2 separate regions of the Mus musculus genome follow, and region 2 is linked to region 1. The links are chromatin contacts, called in public Hi-C maps. All regions are on one chromosome and are shown on one strand. The core of a region is the stretch at or near the end of the contact, and the rest is flanking DNA. Distances in the headings are between cores, read along the strand shown. Region 1 holds the start of 4933431J24Rik (a long non-coding RNA gene). Region 2 holds the start of 1700044C05Rik (RIKEN cDNA 1700044C05 gene).

Region 1 (3,921 bases), core at 1,416-3,915:
AACTACGCTAACCGGGCTGATGAGGTTAGATTAGGTTCAGGCCACAGTCTGTGCTTAGATGCGGCATCTCAACCTATACTCTGGAGTTCTGTCTTTTTCCAGATAATCACCCAATGCAAATCTCAGTAAGTACGAAGGCAAAGGCAAAGGCAAAGACAGGGTGGCTTTCAGTCACTGCAGCATTGGTTCAAACTTCCAAAGCAGTTTGGAAACTTTGTATCCACTTGTTTAGTAAAAGCTTGGGAAATTTTGTAACTAAAAATATAAGCTCCACCTCAAAAAAACAAAACAAAACAAAACAAAACAAAACAAACAAAACAAACAAACAAAAAAACCCCTCTTGAGTATATAATAGTTTTCTAGCCAATCAGGCTGACTTTTTTATTAAAGAGTAACCTCACAGCAAATTACTGTATCTTCTACAGTGTTCTACAGTGTACTGGAAGGTGGTACAGCGCTCTTTCAGTCCTAGACACCAGCTTAGAGTCCCGGGAAGGAATGTCATGTAGCCCCAAGTCTCTGGGTTCACATCTTTGTCGTAACAGCAGCCACCTTTCATCCAGGATCCCGCAAATTTGAATCCAAGCTGTAGAAGTGGAAGGCGTTTAGCAATGGAGGCAACTTGAAAGGCCTATACTTTGAGGTTTGCTTTGTAGCTTGCGACATGCGTTTACTGTGTTAGTAAGCATGCCAAAGGATAAAATTAGGTGAATTCCTTGCTATAGCATGTCCAGGGAAGTCCAGAACCATTGATTTAAGTGGTTTTGGGAAAAAAAATCAGAACTTGAGTTGTCTACCCAGGTCTAATGTAAGAAATGCATCATAAATATGAGGGACCAGGAGAGGAAAAGGTAGGAGAGGGGGGAGGTGGGGAGGTAGAGGGAGGAGGGGAGAGGGAAGTCAGGGGGAGGAGAGGGGGACGGAGGGAGAGCTTGGAGAAAAGGAATTTTAATTTTATGGAGAGGAAGCATTGTTTTTCTTTGCAGATTAGCAAATAAATTTAATGTGACTGCGCTACTATTTCTGCTAAATTCAATGGATGCTTGCAACATGAATATGTGCTGACATCTCTTTTTTAAATTTAATTTATTTTATTAGCAATGCATTCATGTAGTTCAAAACAAACACTGGCTGGCATATAACAAAAGGTCTCTTTTTTTGTTTCTTTCCACTCCATTCCCAATCCTTCTTCCATGCCTCTTCTATTTTCTTTCAAAGTTTTCAAGATTTTCTTTATATTTGAAACATAACACGTCAGCACTTTTGGAAGTATGCATGAGTGCAAAGAATCTAAACCAAATTGTAACTAACACAAAGCGTTGGTCAGATCTTTGAGTTTCCTAGTTGTTGGACCATCTCACTAGCTCTAGTCTTTTGATTTCAAAATTAGGATTCTATGCTAAAATATTTAAAATTATAGGCATGTCTGTGTAAAGTTAATTATTTTTCCATAGGAAATGAATAAATTTGGGTCCTTGAAAAGTTTCGAAGACGATTTTCTCACTAGGTGGCGCTTGTGTGCCTAGAGGTCTCAGCCTGAGTAGCCTGGCCATCTGCAGATCACCAAGCCTTAAGTGGTTACCATGGAGACCCCCAGTATCATAGAGAAATGGACTTCAGGATTTTCTTCTCGATAAAGAATGATTCTTCTAACTATGTGTCTGCTCTGTGTCGTAATGCAGCCTTGTAAGTAAAGAGAAAATGTTCTTTTTCTCTTATTTATCTGCAAGATGAATTATGTAAAATTCAGGTCCAGGCGAGGAGAAAACTGTCAACTGTGTCTCTGAACTGTAGGACAAAGTCTGAGAACACTGGATTTTTATACAAGGAAGGTGCCTGTCACTTGTGAATAATTTGGAAGATGTCTTCACCTTTCCTTTGAAGATCCCGAAGTCCACTCCCTAATAAAATGCTTTAAACATCTTCTGGTGGTATTACCTTTCTGGGTGTAGAAATGGACTCTGTGTTATAAAGAGTCCAAAGTGATTCATCCATTCGGACTCTTCCCGCCCCATGTAGTGAGTGCCAGATAACCCAGGTATTTCCCTCTGGATACTCTGGATACCCAGTCAACAAGTCGAGAATTCCAAGGCAATAAGAAGGAAGAGAGTGCAACCAAGATAGAGGAGATAGATACTGCTAATTTTTATTAGCTATGTCTTATATCAAAACATGTCTTGATTCACCTGATGTTACCCCTATGTGTACTTGGTTAGATGGCTAGACAAAAATCGGTGTTCAAGCTTGATGGGGAAGTAAACTTCAGTCTCTTGTGGTCCTCACAAAAACCACTCCAGTCAAGCCAGGTGCCTTTGCACATGGCAGACCTTTGTTTCTTGTCATCTGTGTGAAAGGGTACCTCATATTTCCCACGTTCCTCATTCAGATGATGTCTTTCAACCAAACACAATTCGTGATTTTTAAATCTGCGAATCACTTTAAGTTGGGGAACAAAATTCACGTGGGTATGGCTTCATCTACTTGAAATTATTTCGATCTCTGAAAATCAAAATCTGTTGGTCTCTTGTACAAACTGTGGTCTCAGGTCTCATTTACTGAAATGTTCCCTTACTAGTTAAGACTCTCTGGGAAAGATGGGATAAGCAAGTTGGACGGCATCCATTCATTCTTTGGGTAAAGCAGGTCTGGTCGCAACACCAGTCCCATGGAGAAGCATCCAGTAGGCACCCAGGATCATGGGGAATATACAGCAAAGGGTTTGTATGTCCGGCTTCCACAGAGCACGAGAAAGTACACAGCCCAGTTTCCTGTTCTCAGAAGTTCTTAGAATGAAAGTGGGAGAAGAAAGGAGGCTTGAACACAACATCTTCCATCACCTAATGTTTTCTGTTTCCTTTTTCTTGATTCTTCCCCAGAAAGTGGGGGGAGGCAAAAACGATGTATTCCAGACTCCAACGGCTCCCATCATCATGGTGCATACCGTGGAGAGCTCGTTCTCAAGGCTCCTTGGGCGTGAGGATGCATGCCAGCTCCTGCAGTGTCCTGCATGGTGCAGGGACATTAGTGAAATATGAGAAGGCCCTGAGAAGAAAGGAACACCTACTAGCCAAGATGAGGTAGTACATACACTGCTTGTTTCTAAGCTACTGAGGTCTCAGCACATGGTTCTTGTGTTCTAATGAGAATCTGAAGAGCCATCCTACCTGCTGTTTCCCCATGCATGGTATACTGAGCCCTGCTCCTGCGGGCATACTGTGCCCAGCTCCTGTGCGGGTCAGCTTAGCACACAGGCAGCAAAATGCCATGCCTGTGAAGACTCACAGGATCACAGAGGGATAACCCATTCAGGGATCAGGGATTACTGAGGGATAGCCCACTCTCCCTGCTTTAGCCTTCTGCCATGCTCCAACTGTTAGTGACGTCATTGCCCAGTCCCACAGTGCTCTGCGGTGCCCAGAGGAAGAAAGTGGAACAGCCCTCCCTACGAAGGACCAACCGTTTCCAGCATTTCTTTAATCGCATGTCTTTGAAACTGGCCAGATTTAAGTGACCATCTACTCACACTTCATAAATTCCCTTGCACATGGCAAGTCACTTCAGTCGCCCATGTAGGCACTGAAAATAAAAGGGATCGCTGTGGAGAAGCTGTGGCAGTCATCACACTCCTTTTATCGAAATCATATGCTAATTATCATTTGTTTGTTTGTTTTGTTTTGTTTTTGTTTGTTTTTTTCGAGACAGGGTTTCTCTGTGTAGCCCTGGCTGACCTGGAACTCACTTTGTAGACCAGGCTGGCCTCGAACTCAGAAACCCACCTGCCTCCTAATTATCATTTATTAGGAATGACAGGGCGGTGTGGTGTGTCTATAACTAGCGGGTGTGTGTGCAGAGGGATCTAGAAAAGTCTCTCGCTTTAAGATGATACAGTCTGCAAAGAGAGAAAACACAAAGACCTCACAA
Region 2 (4,132 bases), core at 276-2,775, 150 kb after region 1:
CTTCCCTCTCCCAACTTTGACTCCCCAGACTTGAGTGCAATGCTCTCCACTTTGGGAATCTGAGTCAAGAATTCCTACCATCCGTGAAAGTTTGCGGAGGTCCCTGACTTCCTCCATGTTAGACAGCACAGAAGGCTACTGAGCGCCCCCTCCACCCTTGACCCCCAGCCTGGCTTCTCACTGCAATTATACAGCCAGCTGGGGAAGGGAAAAATCTTTCTCCACTCAAATGTCAGAGGAACTTGGGGATGAGAAAGCTCTCTTGTACCACTGCGCAAGCCAAGGGGACAGCAGGCCCCTTCACAGTTTCTCCAAAGATGGAAAGTAGAGTGGTGGTGACCAGGGGGCTGGAGGGGTTGTTTAATCACAACAGTTCCTGTGTGGGATGGTGAGGGTGTTCTGGGAATGGGTGGTGTTGACAGTTACACACACACACCTTGAGCAAACTCAAGGCCATTACACCGTGAACTTGAAGATGGTAAGGATGGTTGCCCTGCAACCTTATCCCTATAAGCTGCTATGTAAGACTTTGTGGAGAGAACAAGTCAGCAAAGACCTTGCCTTTGCAAGCCTAACAACCGGAGCTTGATCCCTAGACCCCATGTAAAGAGGCTACTCGGTGTAGTGATGCCCGCCTGTACTCCCAGCTCGGGGAAGGCAGGAGCAGGTGGATTCTTAGGGCTCCCTGGCAAGCCACAGCCAGTGTGCAAAAGACTTACCTTCTGCTGTTAATACACAATAACAATTTATTTACCTAAACGTTAGAAATAGACATTCTTGGGCAAACTGTACGTGAAGATGTCACGTAGGTCCTAGATGACAGAGAGCATGACCAGCTTATTGCTTGGAGCAGTCTGACTAATAACTACACTGAATAACAAACACTGCAACCTCCTCTGCTTAGCATTATCCTTCCTTAGATAGAGAACTTTCCATGTTTCCCAGAAACCCAGGATTAGCTTCTATGGTTGACCGTGGTGATTAGCAGTGATGCCTGAGTGTGCCTGAGCCAAACATCCCCAGGTGGTTCTCCCAGCACAGAAGAGGCCGTTATAGGAACAAGGAAGACTTTTAGTGTGCCAGAACCTGCCTCAGATGAGTCAGAGGTGAGGGCCGGGGTTCCTGGCACACTCTGTGTGACCATGTCAGCTTCTAACCAATGGACTCTTAGACTGCTGTGTGCATTTCTCTGTCCACAGTCATATTGTAAAGGTGTACTGTTTACTGTCAGGGGCTGAGGGGACTCCAGAGTCTCCTGCTCATCTGCACGGACAGCACTATCTGAATTAACTGAAGGATCATTCAGAAGCAACCCAGAAAACACCTTTATGTGGAAAGGCATAGAATGTCATCACTGGCCATTGTGTCCCCACTCAATGCTATGTTTCTGTCCTAACCCGGTGCCTGGGATATAGTCTTATTTGAGAACAGGATCTTTTTCAGGTGCAATCTAGTTAATATTGTTGGCATCAGGACCTCCCAAACCTATGACATCACACAGGTGACAGCATGACCTTCGACCTGCAGACCTGTTGCCAAGGCAACAGGCACCATGTTCCCAACATTCAATTGGCTCACCTCCCTGCGTAGACATTCTCCATATAAATAAGGAGAATGCCCCTCCCTCTCTCTCTCCCCCTCTTCTCTTTCTGTCACCACCTTCTCTCTCTTTCCCCAAAAAACCCTCTTCCATGTGGAACTGCCTTGGCCTAGTGTGCTATTGAGACTCGACCCGCCATTCTAACACATCAAATATGACATGACCAAGTAAGCCTTACTCTATCTGACTGGTATCTTTTTTATAGAAGGGGAATAGTAGGAGAGAGTTAGGGTTAGGGTTAGGGTTAGAGTTAGGGTTAGGGTTAGGGTTAGTGTTAAATGCCAGGTGACAACAGAGGCAGAGACTAGGCATAGAAGCTAGTCAAGGTGCTGAGAACCGCTGTCCACCACCAGAAGTTGGAGTGAGGCAAGGGGGCGGGGGGGAGGTTCTACCCTCAATCCCAGAGGGAACATAGCTCTGCCGAATCCTTGATTTCGAGAGTCCTGCACCGTGATACACAAGTCTGTCATCTTAAGCCAGCAGGTTTGGGGCCTTTGTTACCACAGCCCTAAGACACCTGTGTACTGCCATTTCCCTGAGAGTCCATTTGCTGTAGAAGCTGTATGAAAACACTGTCTCCATCTTGTAGGGAGCTCCTCTCCTCCACATTGTACTCTTTCTTTTAGTTTTGAGGCAAATTAATTAACATGATACAGGAAAGGGAGAATGCACTCGCAGAGGCCTCTCTATAAGCCCTCATGCGCTTTTGTTCTCCATTATTGCACTAAATTATTTAATTGGGTCCCTCGGATTGTGCTCAGTCACAAGAAAGAACACAGTCTATTGTGAGGGGCCCTACACCCATAATGCAATATCAAATTCAATTCCCATCAAAAGTGCTCGCTGCTAAAAGCCTGCTCTGTGGCTGCAGATTAATGAAGATCTGCAGTGGGCAAAGTGGTGGTCTCAGAGACATTATTTTCCTCCAATAGAAAGCCTATTCTTGAAGAACAATAAAAGCAGAAAGAAGCGTTAGTCTGCTTATAGATGGAAATAAGTCAAAATGAATAAGAAGCTTGATGGAAATAGTCTGAAAGCAGAGTAAATTCTGAAAATACTGTTTTTGTTTTGTGAGGAAATTTTCTTTGTGCATGTGCATGCGCACGCACACGCACACGCGCACACACACACACACACACACACACACACACACACACACACACGTGTATGTGTGCTGCTTTCCCCTCTCGGACTCTCTCATAAAATGCTATTGGATGCAAAAGCTCTGGCAGGTAGAACAAATGTGAAACTCTAAAGTTTCAGTTCCAGACAATCAGCATTTTGTCATCACAGGTCAACACAGCCTCACTTCTCCCCTTGCCATTCTAGGGCTGCACGCTAGCCTGGGGTATGGAAACCACATGCAAGGAGGCAAGACTCACAAAGGCGGTGAGTCTAGCAGAGCTGTGTGTAGCCATCAGACACCCAGATGTCCCTCTGGACTCTATTCTGCTTTACTTTGAATGCTGATTTCCCCCCTTCTTAGCGCCTTCTCTCCTGGTATCCTGGGGACTTTTCTGTGTAGGACTAGCCTATCCCTGCCTCCCCTTGCTCTCATCCATTCTGAATGCCTTGATGAATTCCTCAGCCCGACAGCTTCAACCTTCTTTAAGCTCCTCCCTTACTTAATTACCCCATTCACATCTTGTCCACATTACATGTCTGATACAGGTGTGTGTTAAACTGCCCTGTGGGTTCCAAGATGGCGGCAACAAGCCAAGTGCATCTAACCTGTACTTGACATGTGAGTAGATGATGCTGGTACTGGTATAAATTACACATAAGTTTTTTTTGAAAAGTTAATAATAATAATAAGACATGTCAAGGTTTTTTTTTAAACATTTTGATTCTGTCTAAATGATGCTTGGGTTTTATAGGATTAAATAAAATATCATTAGAATTAATTTTACCCATCTCATTTGACTCTGCAAACTGTATCACGCGTAGTTCCCATTTGTGACATGCATAACATTGTTTTGCACACGTTCTGTTGTGCCATGCCACTGAGGCTATAGAACACCCCTGACTTTCCTAAAACATGGCGGTCTAAGCCTGTTGTAAGTATAAGCCTGACTGCAGCATTTAGATAAGATGGGAAATTCATCAGGGTGTGGAGACACAGCTCAGTCGGCAAAGTGCTTCCTGCACAAGACTAAGGGCCTGAGCTCAATTCCCAACACACACAGAAAAGTTAGAGATGAAGGCACACGCTTGCAGTCCTAGTACCAAGCAGACAGAGGAGAATCGCTGGCATCCACAAGCTCAATCACTGAGCCCTACATCCTGTGAGAGGCACTGTCATTCCTAAGGAGTGATATGGAAGATATCTAAGGTACCTAAGGTATCTAATGACATCTGTTGTGTTTTATATAAAGATAAGGAGAGAAGGAATGTGTTTGGTGGAGTTGTAGTCAGGTGTGGCAGAGAAGGGGTTCCTCTGTGGGGCCCATGCTGAGGGGAGAGAGAGAGAGAGAGAGAGAGAGAGAGAGAGAGAGAGAGAGAGAAAGAGAGAGAGAAGAGAAGTAGAGGCCA

What was found. A called contact is a pair of places that touch in the nucleus more often than the background predicts.
Region 2: a contact with region 1 is called in a Hi-C map of LSK cells, with 1.6 times the contacts expected there. The contact joins the promoter of 1700044C05Rik here to the promoter of 4933431J24Rik in region 1. A contact is called at or near these places in 7 of 484 Hi-C or Micro-C datasets (LSK cells, embryonic stem cells, myeloid progenitors and 1 more) and 4 of 115 datasets of contacts at active chromatin or transcription factors (craniofacial prominence, embryonic stem cells and stem cell-derived neural progenitor cells).

The regions. Positions count from the first base shown.
Region 1 is chr14:118,208,300-118,212,220 of GRCm38.p6, forward strand. It overlaps 4933431J24Rik (a long non-coding RNA gene), which reads left to right and starts at 2,666. Exons shown (of 5, transcript XR_383762.3): 1 at 2,666-3,921. Gm31981 (a long non-coding RNA gene) reads right to left here and starts at 3,406. Exons shown (of 2, transcript XR_383764.2): 1 at 3,165-3,406; 2 at 2,122-3,003.
Region 2 is chr14:118,364,353-118,368,484 of GRCm38.p6, forward strand. 1700044C05Rik (RIKEN cDNA 1700044C05 gene) reads left to right here and starts at 1,526. Exons shown (of 6, transcript NR_045624.1): 1 at 1,526-1,767; 2 at 2,930-2,989; 3 at 3,272-3,344.